Regions from separate parts of the Sus scrofa genome. Here all the other regions are linked to region 1. A link is a contact called in public Hi-C data. All regions are on one chromosome and are shown on one strand. Each heading gives the region's core, a stretch centred on a gene start, on an enhancer-like site or on the middle of the called end of the contact. The rest is flanking DNA. Distances are from core to core; before and after follow the strand shown. Region 1 overlaps LOC102162767 (a long non-coding RNA gene). Region 2 overlaps LOC102162767 (a long non-coding RNA gene). Region 3 holds the start of FRMD6 (FERM domain-containing protein 6).

What was found. Hi-C and Micro-C count contacts between places; a contact is called where the count stands out from the background.
Region 2: a contact with region 1 is called in a Hi-C map of embryonic fibroblasts, with 1.7 times the contacts expected there. The contact joins two enhancer-like sites. A contact is called at or near these places in 2 of 47 Hi-C or Micro-C datasets (embryonic fibroblasts and subcutaneous adipose tissue) and 1 of 2 datasets of contacts at active chromatin or transcription factors (skeletal muscle).
Region 3: a Hi-C map of embryonic fibroblasts shows a contact between it and region 1, with 4 times the contacts expected there. The contact joins the promoter of FRMD6 here to the enhancer-like site in region 1. A contact is called at or near these places in 1 of 5 promoter capture datasets (fetal skeletal muscle), 3 of 47 Hi-C or Micro-C datasets (embryonic fibroblasts and fibroblasts) and 1 of 2 datasets of contacts at active chromatin or transcription factors (skeletal muscle).

The regions. Positions count from the first base shown.
Region 1 is chr1:181,224,075-181,228,734 of Sscrofa11.1, forward strand. The region is part of intron 4 of LOC102162767 (a long non-coding RNA gene); the gene reads left to right. Among named protein-coding and RNA genes, the nearest start is that of FRMD6, 110 kb to the right of the region's middle. Within about 2 kb of position 2,202, at least 9 of the 83 cell types and tissues checked have an H3K27ac peak or open chromatin away from gene starts, as enhancers often do. A contact at or near this core is called in embryonic fibroblasts, where this site is marked.
Region 2 is chr1:181,123,701-181,128,445 of Sscrofa11.1, forward strand. All of the region lies in intron 1 of LOC102162767 (a long non-coding RNA gene), which reads left to right. Among named protein-coding and RNA genes, the nearest start is that of TMX1, 190 kb to the left of the region's middle. Within about 2 kb of position 2,646, at least 15 of the 83 cell types and tissues checked have an H3K27ac peak or open chromatin away from gene starts, as enhancers often do. A contact at or near this core is called in embryonic fibroblasts, where this site is marked.
Region 3 is chr1:181,335,138-181,339,970 of Sscrofa11.1, forward strand. It overlaps FRMD6 (FERM domain-containing protein 6), which reads left to right and starts at 3,267. Exons shown (of 14, transcript XM_021101841.1): 1 at 3,267-3,541.

The DNA of each region.
Region 1 (4,660 bases), core at 952-3,451:
GCCTAGGGCAAGGTATGTGGGGAGGGGTGTAGAACTCCCGTACCAGGAAGCACATCATTCTCTCCATATCGCCATGTGTCCACTGTCTTGGAAGCTCGCTGGACCCACTCTTTTCAGCTTTTTATGGAGACTTCATTACAGAGCTATTGTTAATTAAATCATTGGCCATTGTGATAGATTCAACTTCCAGGCCCTCTCCCTTCCCCAGAGGTCAGGGGGATGGGACTGAGGGTTCCAAGGCTCTCTCATCAAGTGGCTGGTTCCTCTGCTGACCAGCCTTCATCCCTAGGTGATCTAGGGGCATTCCTAAGGCCGTCTCATTAACGTAACAAAAGATACCTTTATCACTCTCAGCACTTAAGAAATTCCCAGGTTTTTAGGAGCTCTGCTAGAAACAAGGATCAACACCAAATATGTATTTTATATATGTATGTCATATTCCAAATCAAACTATCACACTCCCATCCCCCAGAATTTGTTTGCTAGCATACCTCTTACTCCTAGGTAGGTTTAAGGATGAAATGAATCAATTTATGTCAGTATTTTGCATTATGCTCCCCATACAGAAAGTATTCCAGAAAGGCTGACAGTTATTATTATTATTTTTATCATCATCATAATCATTCCATTAAAAACAAGTGCAGCAACCTCTCAATTGTTTACTTATCAAATCAATCAATCAGCTATGTTCTGTGTTTTGTCTTTCGCCCCAATCTGACAACTTTACTAGTGGCACACTAGGGACTAGTCTCAGACACAGAGAAAAAAGCAGTGAAAACCTAATCAACTCATTGAAGTGCTTATTAGCATCTTCATCCTGACAAAATATTTGATGAGAGAGAAAAAAAAAGGATGAAAGTTATGAAAACAGGGAATTATATCTAAATTCAAAACATTCACCTCCACTTTTGTCTTCCTTGAGACAGCTTATTAAATTTCACTATTAAGTAGCATTGAACAATTTTTAACACTTGGTCAAAAAATCTGATAATTCTGGATTTCTGTAACAAATCATAGAATTCTTGATCCAAAGTATCTTAAGCTAAAGAGTGAATTATTGGCTCCAAAAGTAAAAATCCAGGAATAGGTCTGTTTTCAAACATGGCTCACGGCAGGGTTCTTACCAGTTCATAATGCTGGATTTCTATGCTTTCTACTGTGTCAGCCCCCCTCCCAGTATCCATTGGAAAGGTCTTTCCAAAATCATATTCACCAGGAAAGAGAAAACTGCTTTTCTTATAGTCCCTGTGAAACTCCTGAAGTTCACTCAGAACTGTCACATTCCTGACTCTAGTTTAAGAGCCCGAACAGACTGTACCCAATAGGGTGGAGATAATTCACCCTCCAGTTAAACTGGGGTATTATTACTCTAGGAAGATGAGGTGGAGGGGAAAAAAGGTTGGGCAACCAAAAAAAAATTGTCCACTGTATGTCATTGTCACTATAGTTGAACCAATATCAACAGCTCATATCCATAATAAGTACACTGCTTGACAATATCCGTCTCAGGCTGGGTTTCAGTCTTGCATACTTCTGATGCTATTAAAGATCTTAGTTATAAAGATGAATGGAGATAGTATCTCTGTAGGGAACAGATTTTGAGAAACCCAAGTAAGAGCGTTTAAAAGCCAATGCTAGCAAAAATTTTTATAACACTACCTGTTAGATTTCAAATGAACAGTTCAGATAATAGAGGAATCTTCCTAATATGCTCTTAGTGCCTTCCTTGTTAACTAAGAACCAGAGTCCCTCGATTCTGAGAGGGCTTGACAGCAGTAACATAGTGAAAATTGAGGGAGATAAAAACTTTGGGTGTTCTGTAATGGAAAAAGCCGTGGGCATGCAGAAATTCCACAGAGTGTTTGGCTGTCAATTAGTTTGAGAATTTCATTCTAGGAAAGTAAGTTGTAACTCTCGTGTTATGGAGAAGTTTAAATATTTATACCAAGGGGTGAAAAAAAGAAAAGAAAGAAAGAAAAGCACAAAACCCTCTACCCCCAGAGCACCCACCACTGACAGGTTACATAATTCTGAGATCCAAGGTAATATATGGGTCTCTGCATCATGGTCTCTGCTGGGAAGTTGATGTTTCTGTTCCTCTTGGCTGCAAGTTTGCTCAGCTTGCGCCTGATGTCATCCTGATTCCTAACTCTTCCTTGAAGCCACAGGCTATAATGAATGAGTCACGGAGGTTAACAGGCAGCCCTTTCTGGTTTATATCGTATGCACATCCTGTAATAGTCCTGGAGTGGCATTCCATGATTCATATCCTAGCCTGGTGTGCCCTAACCAAATGCATCTTCTGGCGATGAACATTAAGAGCCCCACAGTGCACATTAGTATGGAGCAATTTAAGTAAACCATTTTTTTCCTACCCTCTGAGAACTTTCTTATGGTGTCCTACTCAAATATGATTTGTTTTTAATCATTGTGATGCTCAGCTTTACCTTCATCATTAAATATGATGTAATAATCTTGGGACTGTGCCAAGGAAACACCAACTATAAGGAGAGTTTCTTTGACCCCAGAAAGGCACATCTGGAAGCATTTTGGAGTGTGGGCATATTTCCCAAAGATTTTGAGATTGGATTGCTCTTGGTGTGACCCTGAAAAAATATATCAGGTCTTTGGTAATTGAACAAAACTGTGTCCCAGCCCGGGCTTTGTAAACAGTGTTATGTAATATTCATCTTGGAATACACAGGATGTTAATGAGGTATTACTATGAAATAATCTTTTACTAAAAAAATGCATGCCTAGCATCAAATAGTGGAGCTCATTACCACTTTCTTTTCTCCTAAGAAAGAATGATACCCAAAGATTTCTGGATCTTAGAAAGAAAGGAATTCCTATTATTTGCAAAAGCAGCATTAGGACAGTATGGCTACAGCACCAAAGGACAAGTGTCACTTAAAATGTGGCAAAATTAAAAAGAGGCATTGCCAGAAAAAAAATGGAAGTGCTCATGATTGCTAAGCCCTATAAGTAATGTAAACATATCTGGCATCTGTCCCCATTTTTTTCCTGGGCCCTTTTAAATGAAAGAGTCGTAATTCATTCTTAATCACCCACTAGGTGTTAGGTACCCTGTGGCTGGTAGCCATCAAAATTAATTGCAGGTGCCTCTGCGGGGCTTCAGTATAAGGCAATCATGATCATGATGAATTCCTAACACGCTCTGCCGACTTAGGGTAATTAACTCTGGGTCCCTCCCCTTGTTCTGAAGTGCGTCTAGTTCTCAGTGGATTTCTGAAGCTACATTTTGCCTTTTTTGAGAGAAAATAGAAAAAAAATAGAAAAAAAAGATGAACCCTACTCAATTTTTGGCTCGGGGAAGTGTGGGGGAAGGTAGGGGCGGTACAAGTTAGAGCCTAAAACACTGCTGTAAAGATGTTTCCCTGAAGCAGGAAAAGAAAGTGAATTTGGTCATGGTATATTTACCCTTGACTTTATGAAAATTGACTCCTTCTGGTGTTCAAAAGTCCAGACTTCAATGTCATCTTGATTCACTATTAAACCTTGGCTTTCAAAGTGTGATCTGAGGGCTGGCACCATAAGCATTACCTGGAAGCTAATTAGAAATGGAGAATCTGGCCACCCTGACTTGAATCAGAATCTGCAGTTGAACAAGAACCCTAGGTGACTTGTATTGACATTGACATTGAGAACCACTGATGTAATGCATGCTTGTGGTATTTAACTCATTTAAAGAGCTTACTGTTGTATCTAGGAGGTGTGATTGGCAAGCAGACCCAGAGGAAATGGGTGCTTTGGAGCCGGGGCAATCCCCCTCCCCCCCGCACGGTCTTTGAATTCCCAGCACATAGCTCATATATTGAGATGGATGACTGATTGGGTAGATGGGTTAGTGGATGGGTGGAAGACTGCCTGAATGGATAGACTTATGGACAGATGGAAGGATGGATAGATGAAAAGCATAATACTCCCTCCAAAACAATCTTGAAAGAAAAAGTGAGTATAAAAAAATCAAAGCAAAATTTGGCTTTCCTTATTATTTAGGAAAGGCTTGCTTGAAATTACAACTACAATATAGTATAACTTGTCAGGCCAAAAAAGTCTTGTATTAGGAATTGATTGAACATTTCTAGGCCTCCATCAATCTAGGAAGCCAGGTTTGGTGTGTGGAAGGGTGTCTTCCAGCAAAGAACCTTATCCCTTCCCTGAACTCATTTGATGCTCTGCATTTGTGCCCTCTATGGCTATGTTCCTTTTTACTGGCTATGCCCCACCTCCACAGCTAGAGTATAACCCTTTTAGAGACAAGAACGGTGCCTTCAACATTGACCACCCCTTGCACCCAGCACACATCTGCTGACCTGAACCACCACCATCATGGTGCTTGCACCATGTCTACTAATGAGAAGAGCCCTGTGATAACATGAAGGCCTTCACTCAAAGAGGACCAACCTCTCCTCCTTTTCTCATCCTTAAATTCACCTGGTCACCAGTACCTTTTCCTTTGGAAGCAGGGATTATGTTCTTTTAAATTGGTTCATTTTCTTTCAAAAAATTGTTGGATGTTACAGCCAGCAAAATGGTAGAAACAGTAGGTCGCTTATTTTTCTCTGACACGGGAGCAAAGTGGCAGTTGTATCTGTGTGTCAGTGCTGCCCTAGGCAAGCGTTCTCTCTGAGTTGCA
Region 2 (4,745 bases), core at 1,396-3,895, 100 kb before region 1:
CTTTTATGCTTATGTCTCAAATTCTGTGGACAGAAATCATATGTGCTATTTCAAGGAGATGCTCTCAGGGTTTATTCAGAGGCCGTTCATTCTCACTTTGTACAGAGCTCTGTCAAGGTTGGCATTCTGGTTTTCTAGCTCTTGATCGGTGAGAAGGGTGTAGTCTTATATCAGACCACTATTGAGGCAGATCCATAGTAAGAAACCTCCATAACGTGTTTACCATATCATGAGGTTTCTAAAATTTGCAAAGGTAAGATGTTTTAGCCTCAGGTAGTTAGGACTGCCTGTTGCCCCTCTGACTTGTGCTCCAGCACACTTCACCTCCTGTAAGATGGCACTGGAGTGGCTGCAGGTATTTTTGGATTCCAGCTAAGTGAAGGAGATTAGGGTTTATTGGCATATATTTGTCTATTTTACAGCCACTTCTGTGCATTGTTAAGTCACTATTAGCTGACCCAGAGTGGGAGTGTCTTTCAGAAAAACCCACATTGTCCAATTTGCTATCTAATTTTGTGTCTGTCATTTTGTGTTCTTAAAGAGCTTCTCCCTTCCCCCTGCTCAATAGTATAGGTTTCAGGCACCTAATCATTTGAATCCCCCCTTGGCAATGACATTAATGTTTGAGAGAAGAGCTAGTTAGAGATGTTACAACAAGGAATTGAGTAGAGGGAAAAACCCTATTCATTTAATGTAAATGAAAGGTCAAAAAACAAAGTTGCTTTGGGGCTGTTTAGTGTGAATTAAGAACCAACAAATTCAGTAGATCCTAAGGCCGTTATTGTATTGAAGCATATGATAATTGGTGTTGGTTATAATGGTCCTGAGTCATGAAGTAAAATTTAAACTATTGACTATGTGATGTTTAAAAAACGTAAGTATGTAATTCATTTAGGGAACATTTCTTTTTTAAATGTTTAAAATGTTGATGCTTATGCATCTCAATCTTCAATGATCCAGAAGACATACCTAAAAATAATTGTTTATCCAAGGATTTGGATGGCCAGGGTTTCTGTAACTTGGTTAGATAAAACTGGAATGTTGGATTACGAACCTTATTCTAAAAATCAAATAGTGCGTTAGACCAGTCAGTTGGATCAGAAATCCCATGATCATGACCTGAATCTTTCCTGCATGCATTTTTAGCATTTTTCTCATAGAAGGGTTGTAATCAAGATAGGCCATCCTTAGCCCTGGAAAACTAAGATTTTGCTAAGGTGCTTTGTGGAGAACAGACTCAAGTAGCCAAAGAGTCCTACTGGCTTAAAAAAAAAAAAAAGAAAGAAAGAAAGAAAAAGCTGAACATGATAGGACACTTATAATTGCACTTATTATGATAATGAACACAATTTCACCTATATGAAGTACCTAGAGTAATCAAATTCGTAGAGAGAGGAAGAAGACTGGTTGTGTTGGTTGCCAGGGTCTGGGAGTTACTGTTTCATGGGCACAGAGTTTCACTTGGAGAAGATGAAAAAGTTCTGGATGTAGGTGGTGATCATAGTTTTGCACAAGTGTGAGCATTCTTAACGCCACAGAACTATACACTTAAAAATGGTTGACTGGTAAATTTTATGTTATATATATTTTACCACAATAAAAAAAAGTAAATTAAAGCAACAATCAATTGCCAATACAAATCGACTGCATACAATGCGTCAAACATTATGTTAAGTGTTACTTCACATGTTACATATGTTGGATTTAGCCAGCACAGTAACTCAATAAAATAGGTATTAACTAGGCCCATCCTCCAGGTGAGGAAACTATGGCCCAGAAAGGTCAAGGTCAGAGAGGGAGTAAAGCAACAGGTCCAGGACTCAACCCCAGGCAGAACAGTGCCATATTCTGGAACTTCAAAATTGGACAGACCTAAGTTTGATCACTAGCTCTATACTTGCCTTGCATATATCTAATAAATGTTTTTATTTTTATTTTTTTTTGTCTTTTTTTGCTATTTCTTGGGCCGCTCCCGCGGCATATGGAGGTTCCCAGGCTAGGGGTCCAATCAGAGCTGTAGCCGCCAGCCTACGCCAAAGCCACAGCAACGCGGGATCCGAGCCGCGTCTGCAACCTACACCGCAGCTCACGGCATTGCTGGATCGTTAAACCACTGAACAAGGGCAGGGATTGAACCCGCAACCTCATGGTTCCTAGTCAGATTCGTTAACCACTGTGCCACGACGGGAACTCCTAATAAATGTTTTTAAAAACTAATCATCATTTTTATGTAAACCGTGTGTGAGAATTTGGCTTTTTCTTTGCCAACTCTTACTTAAAATGCAGCGATTTTTCCTCCAGTGTAATTGAGGTGCAAAAGCCGTGGTAAAGAATTAACATGGAGTTTAGGCAACATAGGAAAGAGCTGGGTTTTGGTGACAACTCAAGTGAAAAAGGCAGCTCCTCTTTTCTTTCCCCTGCAGTGAGCTGATGTTAGGACTGGAGTCACCTGAATTGGCTCTTAGGGCCTTTTGAGCTGGGGCTCAGCCAGGCCTCCACACATATTTGGACTGCTTTTCGATGACTCAGGTTTACTGGAAAGTTCTTCGGGCCATTTAAAAGGGACCCTCTTGAACCACAGAGTTGATTTAAAGCATTCCAGAGCAGACAAGCACAGTAGTAAGGCCAGCTAGCTACGGAGTCCTGCCCTATTTTGCTATCGCCAAAGTTGGGGAGACAGTCCCCTCAGATCCCTGACGTGGAGGAGGCTCGACCTGACAAACTACAGGTTCAGCCAACCTCACCAGAGCCAGGAGCTCATCGAACACCTGCCCTTGCTGAAAATGTGTTTTCCTTGGCCAGCCCACGAGGATTACCTCTCATTCGGCTAAACCTTAGACCAAAAGCTACCCATTTTCTCGATGGCTGCTAGGAAGACCTTTTAAGTATTTCAACCCAAAGCTTTCACATTCGAAACCTCATGCTCTAAACCAATAGCCTTCGACTTTTTTTGCAAATCGACTTCCTTCTGATTACATCTAAATTCTGAATTACATCTAATGTTTCAAAAGTCTTTCCCATTCAAATTCCTGAGTCATGAGAACATCCCCAGGGCTAGGTCTCTGCTTTGCAATCCAAATCGCCTGCCACTTCCCATATGAAGAACTCTGTATCCTGTCCAAGATTTTGGGGGTTCTGCATCTGTTCTTCTGCCTTCCCTCACTTAGGCCCCACTTTCATTCTACTTGGCATCCATTCCTCAGAGACTAAGGTTTGGAGTTACGGCTCTCTCCTAATTTCATTAAGGATAGTGGGTTTTTTTTTTTTCTTTCTATTTCTTATTCTTTTAAAATTTTATTTGCATTTAGGGAAGGGTGTTGAACTGCAATATCTTTCTTCTGTGATCTCCACCTGGAGCTTCTGATCTAGTTTTACTTCCTGTGTCATAATGGTATGAGAGATTGAGAGAGAGAGAGAGAAGAATGTTTAGATATGAACACGTAGAGGTTCGATATTATCTGCCCCTCCTCCTGCGTTGAGGATAGAAGGTACACTGAGGTCCTCCTAGAACTACTGGAATTCAGAAAAACATGTAAAAATCTTAGTTGGAATAATGTGAGATAATGATGTAAAATTGCTTTAGAAAATTGCCATAAATATACAGTGTATTAAATGTGCCCGATAATTATATGCTACTTAATGACATAATTAATCTTTTCTATCTCTATCCACTCCAGTGAATACTGAAACAAACTCTTTTCTCCATCTGAGCACCTGAAATGTCGAGGTTCCTAAGGACCTGCCCGGCAGCAGACTGGCGGTCCTCTATTTGTGTGTGTGCTCAAAACTTCCCACCAGCAGACAGCCCATGAGGAGTCCCATGGGTTCAGGGGCCATTTTCCTTTAGTTTTTTCTGTGAAGCAAGCACATTAAATGCTTCTCATACATTTTGAGAACTTGAAAGCATTTGAGGGTGACAGTGACTATAATAATTGTGATATTGGTAGAAAGAGCTTAGTGTTTTTTGAGGGGATGACCTAAGTTGGGGATCCCTTTCTCCCTCAGTGTCTTTCTCCCTTCTTGGGTCTCTCTTGTCCTTTCTTTTCCTCCCTGGTTTTCCTCTCCTCCTCTTCTGGGCTTTCCTTTCTTTTCTTCCTCCCCCGCTCCCTCCTCTCTTCTCTCCCTCCCCTGCACTCCCCATCTCTGGTACACACGTGTTCCTACCCCTCTTTTTGCTAAACCCTATCATGAATTTCCATACCCTGAGAAATAATACCTTTAGTAACTGTCCATTGTAGTACTAATTAGATGTCCAGGAAGAAGACTAATCTTGAGACTTGCACCTAATAGACTAAATGGTCTTAAAAGTTTCTTCTCTCTCTAATTTCACTCTGGCAAATGCCTGGAGAGCCTCTGGTTTTGCCTGCCTCATGTTTTACTATGTTCTAATTGCTAAATATTTATCTCTTGCCTTTCCCTCCCACCCCAACAAATATTATAAGCTCCTCAGGGCAAGAACTATGCCTTGTAAATTTATGCTATTCTAGTGGCTGCTTAAGAAATATTTGTTTGCATGCTTAACATGTTGACTCTCCCAGGGCACTTAATTTCTATGGCTTGGAAGTAAACATTTCTGGTCGGTTCTCCCTCCTCTGAGGCAGCCTCCTTCAGGGTGACTCTGCCAGGTTCTTTAGTATAATCACTTTGGTATAAAGCATGTTGAAACTCTGTGCTTCACTTCAGAAGAGGAGCAAGAAAACCAACAAAGCGATGCATCCTTTTGTCAGGAAGCCACAGAGTGCAAG
Region 3 (4,833 bases), core at 2,017-4,516, 110 kb after region 1:
TGTACTATTCTCGTGTTTGGAAAAATACTTGTAAAGGAATGTAACTTACAGCCATTCGCATCTCCTTCATTTTCTATATAATTGTGTTACTTACACCAAAATGTGTAACTATCACCCATCAAAGTTTAGGCCTCTTCAGTTACAAAATGAATCTATGGTTATCGTCCTTTAAAACCATGCCTCCACGCACCTGCTCACTCTGTGCTCCCTTCTTCCTGAGATAGCATAGCCCATGGCTCCCACATGTGTCTCCATTTAGAATAATCTGGGGATCTTGAAAATATTCCTAAGCCCAGGCCACATCCCAGACCAGTTAAATCACATGTCTGTGACACAGGCATCAGTAGGTTTTGAAAGGTGGTTACAGGTGGTTACAATGTGCTGCCAAGCTTGAGAACAAACACCTCAACCAATTTGTACCCCAACTTTTGTTCATCCTCCCTTTCTCAGTTGACAGGGTATGTCTGACGTCTTTTATGAAGATTCTAGGCCTTCTCATTATTCCTCCTGAATATCTCTACCATAGTAAGCATTAAAGTATATAGTAACAGTGTACTTGCTCACATGTTCCCTCAAATTACTGTAAGATTCAGGAATGATTTTACATTTGAATCCTGGTGTCTAACCCTGTGTGTCTAACCCCATACTTGGTGTATGGGAATTCTCAATAAATTCATGGAATGAGTAACTTCTTCCTAATAAAATTAAAGCAAAAATATAGTGTTATGTTAATATGTAAATGCTATGGAGACCGTATTAGTTTAAGATGTGTTTTAGATGATGTTTCACTTGATGGGCAATGTCCCATATTTAGGAAAATTTCCCATCATACCAGTGAAAATAAATGTAAATATCAGCATCAAAGAGTCAAAAAATATAACTTTGATTACCTACAAAACTGCACTCTTTATTGTAATAAGCACAGAAAAAAATTTCCTGTGATAAGAAACATGTAAAATAACCCACCTTTTCTCAGTTCCATTTCCATCTTGAATGGATTATGTGTTGTTTTCCAAATCAGTTCTTTCCAAATTTTATGTTTCAGGGATTTATAAAACCAATTTTAAGAGTTTTAAAGTACTTAGTTTACAAAAATGTACCACATAAGAGGTTATGTTTATCATGGTATTCATACTGTTAACATAATCATGATTCGAAAAATATTCATATAGTAAATTTTGCTATAATCAAATTTTAGACAATCCAATCTTAAACACATGATTTTAAAAAGTGGTTTAATATTATTTTGCTCCTTGGGTTACCTAATCATTTTATATTGCAACAGTGTTTTACAATCTAACAATATGTTGTTTTTATCTGCTAGATGTTTAAGCATGAAACCTGAAAAGAAATCAGATTTAGGAACTGTTTTCCAAGATAGTAATATATTCCTCACTTGTCTCATTTATCTTCACATATGAAAAAATAGATTATCTCATTAGATATAAAATTAAGACCTTACCAACTACTGTTCAATATGCACTGTTTGTGAATGCATGTTAAGAGGAAAAGTGTAATTCTCCACTTTTAAATGCTAACATTGTAATAAACAAATTTTTAAGTTAGTCTAGTAGTTAAATATAGCTAATTTAAAAGGCAGTCATTGGAACACAATTCTTGTCTTATAATGGAGTCATAACTTCATGAGTGCAACATCCTTAAAAGCTGCTCTGCTTTATCAGAAATAAGCTGGGGGGTGGGGTGGAGAAAGTTCTCTCATGGCTCAGGGGATTAAGGATCCCCTGTGGTCACTGCAGCGGCTTGGGTCACTGCTGTGGCCCCTGTTTGATCCCTGGCCCAGGAACTACCATATGCTGTAAGCAAGACCAAGAAAAAGAAGCTCCGCATAAAAAAAAAAAAAAAAAAAAAAAAAAAAAAAAAAAAAAAAGGAGTTCCCGTCGTGGCGCAGTGGTTAACGAATCCGACTAGGAACCATGAGGTTGCGGGTTCGGTCCCTGCTCTTGCTCAGTGGGTTAACGATCCGGCGTTACCGTGAGCTGTGGTGTTGGTTGCAGACACGGCTCGGATCCCGCGTTGCTGTGGCTCTGGCCTGGGCCGGTGGCTACAGCTCCGATTAGACCCCTAGCCTGGGAACCTCCATATGCCACGGGAGCAGCCCAAGAAATAGCAAAAAGACAAAAAAAAAAAAAGAAGCTCCGAAGGTATATTCTCAATGCTCAGTTTTAATGTCACAGTTCACAGAATGTAAAAGCTGAATGAAACAACCATTACAAACTTTAGTCGCGATGAACAAACGGAATTTCTTTTGCCATGCAAACAAGGCACACAAACGTGCCTTCAACCAATAACAGCCAGCTTTACATATTTATGGTTGATCAAAAGAGCAGGGCAATTTTAAAGTTGGCTTCTGATTTGGGATAGTGTCCTTTCTCAGGTCCTCTGCCTTCTTCTTGTCTCCTTGTCATGTCCAGACACATCCTTTAGTGAGGGGCCCTTTGGGAGCACTACTGTAGCTCCTGGCCAGGGGTCAGGAGTCCACAGAAGACCTAGGAGATTGGAGGTCTCGGGCCTGAAGGCCACGTGGAGGCTGGTCCCAGTGGATGCTTAGCCCTTCCCTAGATCCAACAACTAAAAGTGGTAAAGAAACCTCCTGATTTTGGGTCTTAGTGCCATAAAAATATCTTCCACTGGCCCTCTGCATCACTTGCCTTGGCAACCATCGAGAAAGAGCGGGCAAATATAATTTCTAAGGGGCCACTGACACTAAAACCACAGCGGATAGAGGCTGCGTCTACCTGAAGAACTGGCAAGAGAGAGTTAGCGGAGGCGACTTGGCTTCCTCTGCGGCGCCCCCTCCATCCAGTATAAAACCCGCGAAGCAGCGGCGACCCGAGTGGTGGGTGGGCAGGTGGGTGCAGGACCGGAGGGAAGCAAGGAATCACGAAGCCTCCTCCGCAGGTACCGCCTCCTCTCTCAACGGCCTCCCCACAGTCATTCTGAATTAGTAAAATAAAGCTCAGGCCAAACAGCCACCCCCAGCCAGCGCGACTGAGCTTTGGTGGGAGCGATACCCGGGAGCGGGGGATGGACGGAAGAAAGGCCATTAGGCCAGAAAGTGGGAGAGCTGACAGTGTCCCCTTGCGCCACTGTTTCCGTGGTGAGGGAAAGACTTAGATCGCCGCGGTTCTAATACAGCATCCTTGTGCAGGACCCGGAGGCGTGGTATGCTCAGCTTTCTCCCGCCCGGGACTCGCTGCACCCCTCCGCTGGACGCTTGGTTGGGCCCGGGGCGGGGCCTGCAGGAGCTCCACGTGCGGCTAGGAGCTGGGTGCTGGGCTTCAGCGGCTCTGCCACCGCCCCCGCTACCTCAGGGCGGAGGGGGGAGGAGCCTCAGGGGGCGGGGCGAGAGGCGTGGGCGGGGGCGGGGCGAGAGGCGTGGGCGTGGGGCGGGGCGGATGTGGAGCGCTAGTCCGGCTACCCTGACCGAGGGGCTGAGAACAGTGGGGCAGGCGCGGCACCGGCAGGAAGGCACGGAGAGCTGACGGGAGTCCGACACCTGGTGCTCCGGACTTTCTCCGAGGTACGAGCGGGAACCCGGCCCCTGGGGTTCCCCCAAACCGCCCCCTAGCCGGGCCACCGCGCCCCGGCCGCTCACTGTGCCCCCTGCCGGCCGGGTGGCGGCGGCGGCGGCTGGACCGGGCTTCGGGAGGGTTTCTGAAAGTCGCGAGCCGCAGCCCAGGCAGTGTCCCCTTCTCTGCGTCTTTCTTCGCCTTCTCCGCGTTCCCTCGCTCCGGGCGTCGGGCACCGGGCGGGAAGGTAGCTTCTCTGCGAGTCGGAGCTCGCCTACGCCGGGGTGGGAGGACGGGGCCCCGGGGCAGCCGAGCCGGCCAGCGAGGGAGGCGCGGAGCTCCGGGGCCGGCTCTGCGGCGAGGGCGGGAGGCCAGCTGGGGCTGCGGGCTGTGCCCCCGGGCTCAGTGCCCGCGCTCGGTGGTCGCCGGCGCCCTGTGTTGGGGGCGCCTGCCCGTCGCGTCCCGTCGCTGTGCCCAGGCTTCGGGTGTAGCCCCTGAGCCGCGAATTCTTGGGTGCCGCGCGGTACCGCCTGTTGTGCGCGCGCCGGCCGGGTTAGCCCGGCTGCGGAAAGGGACCCGAGCGCCGCGTCTTGTCCCACCGTCCCCGTGAGTGCCTAGTCGGGGGAACCAGAAACTGAGCTCGGGCTTGGGGACGCCGGAAGGAGGCCTCGGTGGGTTAGGAGTCGGGGGTGCGGCCTGCAGAATTTGTGTTCGGGGAGGAGCTGGCGACGCGCAGGCCGGACCCCGGGCCATGGAGACCCCCAGCCTCTGCTCGGGGAGGGGCCAGGACTTGTCAGGAATGGACAGTTGAGGGCCACCCGGGTGAGGTCCACAGGGCTTAGAGCAGCACCTCGACTACCGGGACAGTATAACCTACTGGTGAGGGCGTTTTCTTGAAGGCAGGAAGAAATGGAAAGCTGTCAAAATAAGCATATTTTAAAGTTGCAATGAAAGTTGGCAGGTTTTCAGGCCGTGCACTTGCGTAGCTAGTGTCCAAAGAAATATTAGCTCCTTGACACTCTTTTCTTTTGCATTTCTCAGCAAAAATCTGTTTTGCCAGTATCTCCCCTAGGAGTTGTGCATTGCCCTCAGCGGGGAAGGAAAACTTCAGCAAGTGTTGTCGGTTGCTTTTGACTTCAAGCCTGTGCTCTCCAACCTTCTTGACTGTGGACAAAAAGTATCTCTTGCTAGATTTCCCGTGTAGGATTCTGTCTATTCTTCTGTGGGCCCTGATGCTGTTTGTTTATTGCTTTTATAAGCATCTATTTAAATTTAGTTGTTGCACGAAATACTCCGCGTTGCC